2 separate regions of the Danio rerio genome follow, and region 2 is linked to region 1. The links are chromatin contacts, called in public Hi-C maps. All regions are on one chromosome and are shown on one strand. Each heading gives the region's core, a stretch centred on a gene start, on an enhancer-like site or on the middle of the called end of the contact. The rest is flanking DNA. Distances are from core to core; before and after follow the strand shown.

Evidence for each region. Hi-C and Micro-C count contacts between places; a contact is called where the count stands out from the background.
Region 2: a contact with region 1 is called in a Hi-C map of embryo, with 4 times the contacts expected there. The contact joins two enhancer-like sites. A contact is called at or near these places in 3 of 18 Hi-C or Micro-C datasets (caudal fin and embryo).

Annotation. Positions count from the first base shown.
Region 1 is chr23:20,030,145-20,035,376 of GRCz12tu, forward strand. No RefSeq gene overlaps it. Among named protein-coding and RNA genes, the nearest start is that of nol4lb, 14 kb to the right of the region's middle. Within about 2 kb of position 1,272, at least 8 of the 62 cell types and tissues checked have an H3K27ac peak or open chromatin away from gene starts, as enhancers often do.
Region 2 is chr23:20,233,086-20,238,000 of GRCz12tu, forward strand. All of the region lies in intron 5 of nol4lb (nucleolar protein 4-like b), which reads left to right. Among named protein-coding and RNA genes, the nearest start is that of srms, 20 kb to the right of the region's middle. Within about 2 kb of position 2,551, at least 6 of the 62 cell types and tissues checked have an H3K27ac peak or open chromatin away from gene starts, as enhancers often do.

The DNA of each region.
Region 1 (5,232 bases), core at 22-2,521:
GTTTTGGAGATATGATGGGAGTAAACCCAATAAAGATTTGTAAACAAAGATATGCCAATGCTTGAGCCTACGAATGAAGTCTATATTTATTATATTATATTATATTATATTATATTATATTATATTATATTATATTATATTATATTATATTATATTATATTATATTATATTATATTTATTTTATTTTATTATATTATGTTATATTTATTATATTTATTATATTATATTATATTATATTATATTATATTATATTATATTATATTATATTTATTATATTATATTATATTATATTATATTATATTATATTATATTATATTATATTATATTATATTATATTTATTACATTATATTATATTATATTATATTATATTATATTATATTATATTATATTATATTATATTATATTATGGCGAGGCAATGGCGCAGTAGGTAGTGCTGTCGCCTCACAGCAAGAAGGTCGCTGGTTCGAACCTCGGCTCAGTTGGCGTTTCTGTGTGGAGTTTGCATGTTCTCCCTGCCTTCGCGTGGGTTTCCTCCTGGTGCTCCGGTTTCCCCCACAGTCCAAAGACATGCATGTCTGAAAATTTTATGTAGATGTTTCCCCGAGATGGGTTGCGGCTGGAAGGGCATCCGCTGCGTAAAAACTTGCTGGATAAGTTGGCGGTTCATTCCGCTGTGGCGACTCCGGATTAATAAAGGGACTAAGCCGACACGAAAATAAATGAATGAATGAATATTATATTATATTATATTATATTATATTATATTATATTATATTATATTATATTATATTATATTATATTATATTGTGTTTCCCAGTGATGGGTTGCAGCTGGAAGGGCATCCTCTGCGTAAAACATGTGGTAGATAAGTTGGTGGTTTATTCCGCTGTGGAGACCCCAGATTAATAAAGGGCCTAAACGAAAAAGAAAATGAAAAAAATGATTGAATATATTATGTATTAGTGTAAAAAGTGTTCCTTGTATTATATACGTACCAGACCTGGCTGACTGCAGTTATGCGCATTAGACACTAGAGGCCAGCATTGACTATACTGTTCTAAAACTACGGGTCTCATTAAGAACGAGACTGTCTGCAACAAGAAAGGCCAAATTAGGGTGAAGAAAACGAAGGGCAGATTACAAAAGATGGAGCTGGAGCGAAGGATGTGAACATGGGAGAGAGGATGGTGAAAGAAGGAGAGGACAGTCTAATTTAAGTTGTGAGAAAAGGGTCATATGGTGAAGCCAAGGGCACAGAGCTGTAGCACCTCAAATGAGACTTCAAAAAACACACTTCCTGTGATGGCCTGCGCAGACCAACCCACGCCTGCTGCACTGAAGAGAAGTAAAAAAGAAAGAAATAAGAGTCTGTCGGAGAGAAAAGAAAATTCACTTTGTATGCTGCTGTGGACAAAGGCTGGAGATTTTCACCTTTCCTCTGAAATGTTCAGAAAAATAACAGTGAAAAGAAGCCGAAGTAAAAGTACAAGGACGAGAAAAAAGGGAAGCTGAATCAACACAAAGCCCAAATAAAACAACTGGTTTCCTGGAAAGAAAGTAACTGGCCGATTGATTCCTCCATCTAACACATTATTGTCTGTAAACACCTTGATACAGGGAGTTGAGAGGATTGTACACTGCATGCTTGCTTGACCTGAAGGCAGGTAAGAGGGAAAGTTCAGAGAAAAGGGACTGATAATAAATCCATCGAGAGTGTTACTGTTAAGGAGCATCTTTAATTGCAGGTGATCCTAAAAGAGAGATGTGTTCATTAGTGTTTATTAGTGTTTATTTCTGGACGTTTCTGAGTGGGTGTTTCTATAAATGGATCTGAAGATGAACTAACATGTCAGTTTCTGTTCTTGTTAGCCCTCGTGTAAGTTAGCTATATAACAGACTACATCATTTATTTACTTAATATTTTAGTTATTTTCTTGATCACATTAGCCTCAGATTTGACAGATATCTTTAGTATAGAGGAAGAACCATATGTCGGCCAAATGATAGCCCTTGAAAAAACGTAGTTATTAACCATCGTTTTACTACAAATCTATAAATGTGGTTGTAAGTCAAGAATTGAGCATTTGTAGCTGCAGTTAGAAACTGCTTACTAACGTTTATTAATGTAGATTTAATGCATAACAGATAATAAATTCACTATTTGCTAATGCTTAATAAATGGTTTATAGTGTGTAGTTATTATAAAGTGTTACCCTATTTTTTTATATTTAGTTAAACAATGCAGGCTCGCAGCCAGTCTGGTGAATCTTTTTTCACAAAATGGAACCTTTTTGCAGTTCTTCATCTAATTTTAGAGACATTTTAGCTCTTTTTAAGTTAGCTTAGCTTGCCAGATAATCATCATAACCACACTTTTTAAAGAAACAAAATATGTCCAAAACTCTTATTTTTTAAAATACAAATTTATTACATTGTATGCAGTTGAAGTCAGAATTATTAGCCCCTCTGTTTTTTCCCCAATTTCTGTTTAACGGAGAGAAGATTTTTTCAACACATTTCTAAACATAACAGTTTAAATAACTCATCTCTAATAACTGATTTATTTGATCTTTGCCATGATGACTGTAAATAATATTTTACAAGATATTTTACAAGACACTTCTATACAGCTTAAAGTGACATTTAAAGGCTTAACTAGGTTAATTTGGTTAACTAGGCAGGTTAGGATAATTAGGCAAGTTATTGTATAATGATGGTTTGTTCTGTAGATTATCAAAAAAAAAAAAAGCTTAAAGGGAATAATATTTTTGACCTTAAAAATTAAAAACTGCTTTTATTCTAGCCGAAAAAAAAAAATCAAAATATTATCAGATACTGTAAAAAATGTCCTTGTTGTGTTAAACATAATTTGGAAAATATAAAAAAAAAAAAAGGAAATTCAAAGGGGGGCTAATAATTCTGACTTTATCTGTATCTTTAGAAAACAACAACATAAGAATCTGTTAAAGTTTTTAATTAAAACTGTAGCCAGTTGTAATTTATTAGGCAAACAACAAACTGGCCAGCACAATCAACGTTCTGCATTTCAATTACACTCCCTCAGTCAGAATTTGGCTATTTAAATAATAAAAAAAATTTAAATAAAATAATCATAAAAGAGGTTCATGACTTTTATTTGATTGAAAATTCATGGTATATTCATTCATTTTCTTGTCGGCTTAGTCCCTTTATTAATTCGGGGTCACAACTTATCCAGCACATTTTTACACAACGGATGCCCTTCCAGACGCAACCCATCTCTGGGAAACATCCACACACACACAAACACTACGGACAATTTAGCTTACCCAATTCACCTGTGCCGCATGTCTTTGGACTGTGGGGGAAATCGGAGCACCCGGAGGAAACCCACACGAACGCAGGGAGAACATCTCCACACAGAAACGCCAACTGAGCTGAGACTCGAACCAGCGACCCAGTGACCTTTTTGCTGTGAGGCGACAGCACTTCCTACTGTGCCACTGCATCGCCTCATGGATAACAACAAAAGCCAAATTAGTATTCAAATAATTGTAATTTGGGCCACTTTTGGTGCTTCACACGTTAATTTTTTTTAGGTCTAATAAGGTCCAAGATTTAGAATAAAAGTTACTTGCAAAATGTTTTTTCTATTTACAAACAGTAACTAAAGATGACTTCACTAACATCTAATTGTGTTTTGGATGTTGGACTCATGGAAAATACAAGTTTGCATAGGCCAAAACTGAGCTCACATTTTATTTTGATGGTCCGATTGTTGAATTTAAGTTACATTGAATCTACATGCCAACTAATTCTCAATAGATTATAAGTAGACTGTAAGGTTGGGGTTAGGGTTAGTGTAAGTTGACATGCTCTTGCAAAGTTTCTTTTAGTCAGTTAAATATCTGTTGAAGGTGCAGAATCAACAGATATGAAGCAAACAATCTACTAATACTCAAATGGACCATCAAAATAAAGTGTTACCAAAACTAATTAACTGCAGTCACACCGATGTGACGGAGGATTTGACTCTTAAAGCCTTTTTCAATGGGTTATTTTCACAATTTATCACAATTTATTAGCAATAAAAATATGACAACTTAGCTCATGTATGGGACAAATTCTGGACTTTTGTCATTGAAGGTTGGCTCTTTCTAACCATCCAACCCCCCAATGCACATAATGTTTTGAGTAGAATAAAAATAATGGAGGGCTACACTGTGGTGCAGTGGGTAGCGCTGTTGCCTCACAACAAGAATGTTGCTGGTTCAAGCCCCGGCTGGGTCAATAGTCATTTCTGTCTGGAGTTTGCATGGGTCTTCTCCAGGTGCTCCGGTTTCCCCCACAGTCTAAAGACATGCGGGACAGGTGAATTGAATAGGCTTAATTGGCCATAGTGTACTGTATGTGTGTGAATGACTGTTTCCCAGTACTGGGTTGCAGCTGGAAGGGCATCCGCTGTGTAAAACATATGCTGGATAAGTTGGCAATTCAATCCACTGTGGCAACCCCTGATTAATAAAAGGACTAAGCTGAAGGAAAATGAATGAATGAATGAATGAATAAAAATAATGAAATCTGATTCAAGTAGATCATCCAAATGGGTGTTTAGTCCATGTCTGTTGGCTTTGCAACTGTTTATAGTAAGTATATGCCCAACGTTAAGTAGATGATGTTTTATTTGTAAGATATGCCCCCCCCCTCTCCCCCAATACTTAGCTGCGGCTGGAAGAGCATCCACTGCATAAAACATATGCTGGAAAAGTTGTCGGTTCATTCCGCTATGGCAACCTCTGCTAAATCAGTGACTTAGCTGAAGGACAATGAATGATTGAACGTAAAGCTAACCAATCGATCTAACACACATCCAATCACCAACAATACATCTCAATAAAACTTTTAGCCGAATTATATTCATAACTAATATTATAACAATCTGTTGTCTAACGCGTGTTTGTAGACAGCTACAGTAGGGTCTGCTTGTTTAAATATATAAGAAATATACATACAGAAATGTACATATTTTTCTGCTTGGCCATTAAACATCTTTATCGTTTAGTCCTATATAAGTCTGAATTTTCATTTTTCATTGTTTAAAAAAATTCTTAAGAAGTCCTAAATTTGACTTGGTAAAACCTGCAGAAACCCTGATGATGCAAAACTAGTGAGTTAGCGGTTCAGGGAGGCATCTGTAAATTTATATTAGGCAATTGAATGTATTATACTTCAGTTATTAAAAAACAACAGT
Region 2 (4,915 bases), core at 1,301-3,800, 200 kb after region 1:
TAATTGGTTATCAGATATTTATTGTCTGATCTACTTATAAATGCTGTTTCCTAATTTCATGTATGTTGTTTGCATACAAAATAGCTAAATTGATCTTGTTTTAGTGGAATCATTTAGACTGCAAAACAATGTTTTTTAATAAATGTAATGAGATTTTACTAATAAATTTAGTATTAATGTTATGTATAAATTACTAATTATAAGTTAGAGGTCAAATCCTTTAATTGAGCAAGCATTCACTAAATAGGCTGAATCAATTTCTCCTCACCTGCAGCTGGTGTGTGGTGGTGGTGTGCAGAGACCCACTCATATGATTGTAAAGTGCTATATGTGTACTGCAATTGGCAAATCATTCATTTATTAATCCATTCATGCATTAAATAAATGTCACTAAGGTGACTGTAAATACATTGTATCATGTTTTTTTACAGCCAAACAGCATATTAGAAAACATTCTAAAATAAGTTTGAAGCTATAAATGAAAGAATAAATGAATCAAATAGAATTCAAGTATTTAAAATGATAAAAATTTGTCGGTGGAGGTAGTTTGGTGGTCAGTGTGTCGACATGCAGTATAGCATAACTTACTGTAGGTCTGCATGATATTGTAAAAATCAGACCAATATTTTGTTTGGCCACGATATATATTACGATATCAATTTAAATTCACCAGAGGATTTGAACAGATGTTTGGAAAGATTTCATTAACTTAGATCAACTGTTAATGCAGAACTTTTTTTACATTTATTACAATCAAAAGTAAATAAATAAACAGTGCTTTATGGTTTTCTGAGGAGTCTAATAGTATTCAAGCGCAGAAATGAAACAATCAAATGAAAAGCAACGCTGTCATCATTGTATAAATAATGAAAAAAATTATAATATCTTTATCTAGAATTCTTTCCTCAATTATCTAATCCTGCGATGTGACACATTGCGATATCGATGCCCAAACAATACATTGTTCAGCCCTAGCGTAATTTCACTGCGGGATTTCTAAGACCAAATCCCTACTTGAGGATCTTCCCTGCTCCCATCCCTCTATTTCTCTGTCTACATATGCCTTTCTATCATAATTTGGACAAAAATGTATTGTAAGGCAAAATTAATATTTAAATTCTTACACTTTTGCACAATATTTATGTTTTTCCTGTATTTTTTTTGTTCAATTTAAAGTCTGTCTAAATGAGTTAGTCATTAAATCATTCATTCAAATGTTTCTTTCAAAATGACTTATGATTTAAAAATGAAGAACAAATTAATCATTGAATCATTTTCTTAAACGATTTTCTTAAATGAATTCAGGAACCGCACAGTATATTTGTTTGTGTAAATGTTTTGAATATCATATTTGTTTAACGGAGAGGAGACAGAATGATGAAGCCAATTATGATATGGAGATGGTTAGAAGGCCATGATGGACAGAGGCCAGTGGGCAAATTTGGTCTGGATGCCGAGGTTAAACTCCTACTTTTTGAAGGACATCCTGGAATTTTTAACGACCACAGAATGTCAGGTTTATTGTCTTATCCAAATGATGGCACTCACTACGAAGTGTAGAGTCCCCTCACTATACTGGGGTATTAGGGCCCACACATACTGCTGGTTGAGTGCTCCCTGCTTGCCTCACTAACACCACTCTTAAAAATGGTGGATGAGCAGATTCCCCCAAAAAATGTGTAAAGTGCTTTAAGTGTCCAGAAAAGCGCTATATAGATGTAAGGAATTAGAATTATTATTATTATTATTATTATTATTATTATTATTATTGCTATTGCTATTATTATTATCATTATTGTTATTATTATTGTTATTGTTGTTGTTTTATTATTGTTGTTGGTATTATATTAGTGTTGTTGTTGTTATCATTATTATTAATTTATTGTTAATTAATAATTATAATAATAATAATTACTAATAATAGTAATAAAACATCATAGTAAGGATATTTTGTGCTTTCATAATTTCATAATCATTTTATTTATAGTTATAGTTTCAATCTAACTGTATTATAATAGGTTTCATCAGTCAGTGAATGCTTTTAGATCCTCAAGGTGTATTTTTGTTTGTTTTTGTTTTGTTTTTTGTAAAGAGAAAGATAAAATGAGACATTCTCTTAGTGTTAGAACAAAAAATGATGACATCACAGCTGTCAAATATCACACACCCCTAAACACAGAGCGCCAGTGCATCCCCCATTTGTCAGCTGGCTGAAACATACCTGAAAGAAATGCTCCAGCTACAGCCTCAGTCCAGTATCTGCATTTCAAAAGCCTGACTGCTGCAGCCGTTCACCGAGCAGACTCAAGCAAATAGTGTATTCAGCACATCAGTGCACAGGAGACACACGTCCACCGCAGAACACACTCACACATTCATGGACATTACACGAGCAGCTCTCACATCTGTCATTCAAACACCTCTCCTGAAAAAGCAACGACAGAGGGAATAGCAAGAAAAAGTGGGAGTGTGTGTGTGTGTATATGTGGACGCTTTAGAGCTTTTTAGCAGAGCTGGCAGGCATTAGTCCGGCCTTCCTCTCCCTGCATGAATACTCTTTATACTCCAATAAATATGCGGCTGTCTCTGCCACACTCGCCCCCTCCACACACTCCCTCTCACTCTGGGGCTTATTCTTCCATCCGTCTTTCTTTCTGCCCTTCTCCCTTTCCGTACCACCCGGCTTTCCTTCATCGTCCTCCCTCTCCCATCCTCTGCTCCAGTGTCCTCCAGTGATGGTTTCCCCCTCCCCCAATCCTCCTCTCCCTTCCTCCATCCATGTTCACTGCCCCTGACTCTGACCTGCCTCCCGAACTCACTCCACATCACCCCCCTCCCCTCCCGTTGCTCATCCAATCTCCATCCCGGCCCGTGCCCTCGCCTCTACATCCAATCCATCCTGTCCTCCCTCTCTCTATATATTTCTTTCTTTCCTCTCTCTCGCTTTTTCCTGCTGGCACTGTAGGCTGACCCCAATTCTGCCCTCACTGTTGTTTCCCCCTATAGCTGTGTGTAGACATTACAAGTGCGTGTGCATGTCCTTTTTTTCAGCTCTTTGCATTTAGATTTGTCAGCCAGTCATGTTTTTGATGGCTTTTAACACTTAAAGAAGTGTTTAGAATAAAAGATTAAATACTTTAAATTAACATAATGAATATAAGGCTTTTTAAGTATAATTAAATACAAAATTATGACAGTTTATATTTGTATTAGATACAGTTAGTGCACCTTATAGGGGATAGTTCACCCCAAAACTATGTAGGTAAAACTAATTATTGGTGATTCATAAAATAATTGCAAAAAGAACAGTCTGTGCTAGGAACTGAACATTATTTATAACAGGGGTGCCCAAACTTTTTTATATAAAAGGCCAAAACCAAATATCATTAACAGCCCTAGGCCGAAGATAAATATACTAAACTTTTTTACATTAAAGTTGCCATGGGTAATTTCCTAATTTATTTTATAATATTTAAAATGAAAGTCATCCTAAATCGTACTTACTAATGCAGTGTAACTTATGTAATTCTAACTGCAATTGCAATAAAAACATAATCACATTTATAACATTGTGGTGCACACTGCTGACACTGGTCAAGGACAGTCTGCCTTTGCCTTAATTTGCTTACCAAAGTCTCTGCATTTTCCTGACAGTATGCACATTTTAAACTAAATAACAGCATTTAAATTTCACATTTAATTTCAGTTCAAGTAGCTTAAAATTAAAACACACAAATAAAAGGTTACATTACATTTGAACTGAAAATCTCTAAACCATCCCCATCATTCTCTGTCTATTTTCAGATGGGATGAAGGGCCAAATCATGGGTTACCATGAGCCAACTTTGGCCCACGGGCCCTAGTTCGGGTATCTCTGATTAATAACATATGTAAATAAATTCTTTATTACTTCAGTTAGCCAGTTATTTAATCTGTATGTCTTCTAAAATACACTTTTTAAGATTTGTAGTACATTACAAGTGCACATTCAGTAAAATCAAGTGCACTTCTTTTCATAAGGCTATGACACAATATAATGCAATACATATATACATATATTGATTCATTCATTATGCTTTCGGCTTAGTCTCCACAGCGGAATAAACCCCCAACTTATCCAGCAGATGTTTTACACAGTGGATGCCCTTCTAGCTGCAACCTTATACTGGGAAACAACCACACACACTTATTCAAACACATATGCTACGGCCAATTTAGCTTATTCAATTCACCTATAGTGCATGTCTTTGCACTGTGGAGGAAACTAGAGCACCTGAAGGAAACCCACAGCAAACACAGGGAGAACATGCAAACTCCACACAGAAATGTCAACTGACTGGAATCTCGAACCAGTGACTTTCTTGCTGTGAGGCAACAGTGCTAACCACTGAGTCACTGTGTCACCCTACATATAATTAAAAAAAAAGATTTAATGCAATACATGAAGTGTCCATGTCATTGATTAAAAGAGCACTTGTATTTTTGATGTGTGTATCTGGAGTGTGTTTATTTATCGAAGTGTAATCTCATTCATACCCAGGGGCAGATTTAGTGATTTGGGGGCCCTAAGCAATTCCAGCCACGGGGCCCGAAAGTTCTAAAATGCACCTTATTTACTTTAATTTATGTTTTTTAATGGATTAACATCACTCGATCACTTCTTTTCTACATTTTGTCTTAATGCAAATTGATAATAACAACATGTAAAGCATCTTGTGAAACTTTTTAAATGATTTGTTTTCTTAAAATGATTTCACTACTAAAAAGTATATACATTATATAAACTATTTCATTTGTAAAACTAAATCTTTACCTAATTTGACTGCTGGGCTTCTCCATGATTGAGCATGGGGGATACATTTGCGCAGATGTAAAAGCATTAACCTTTTATTTGTTTAGACACTCATCATACAAA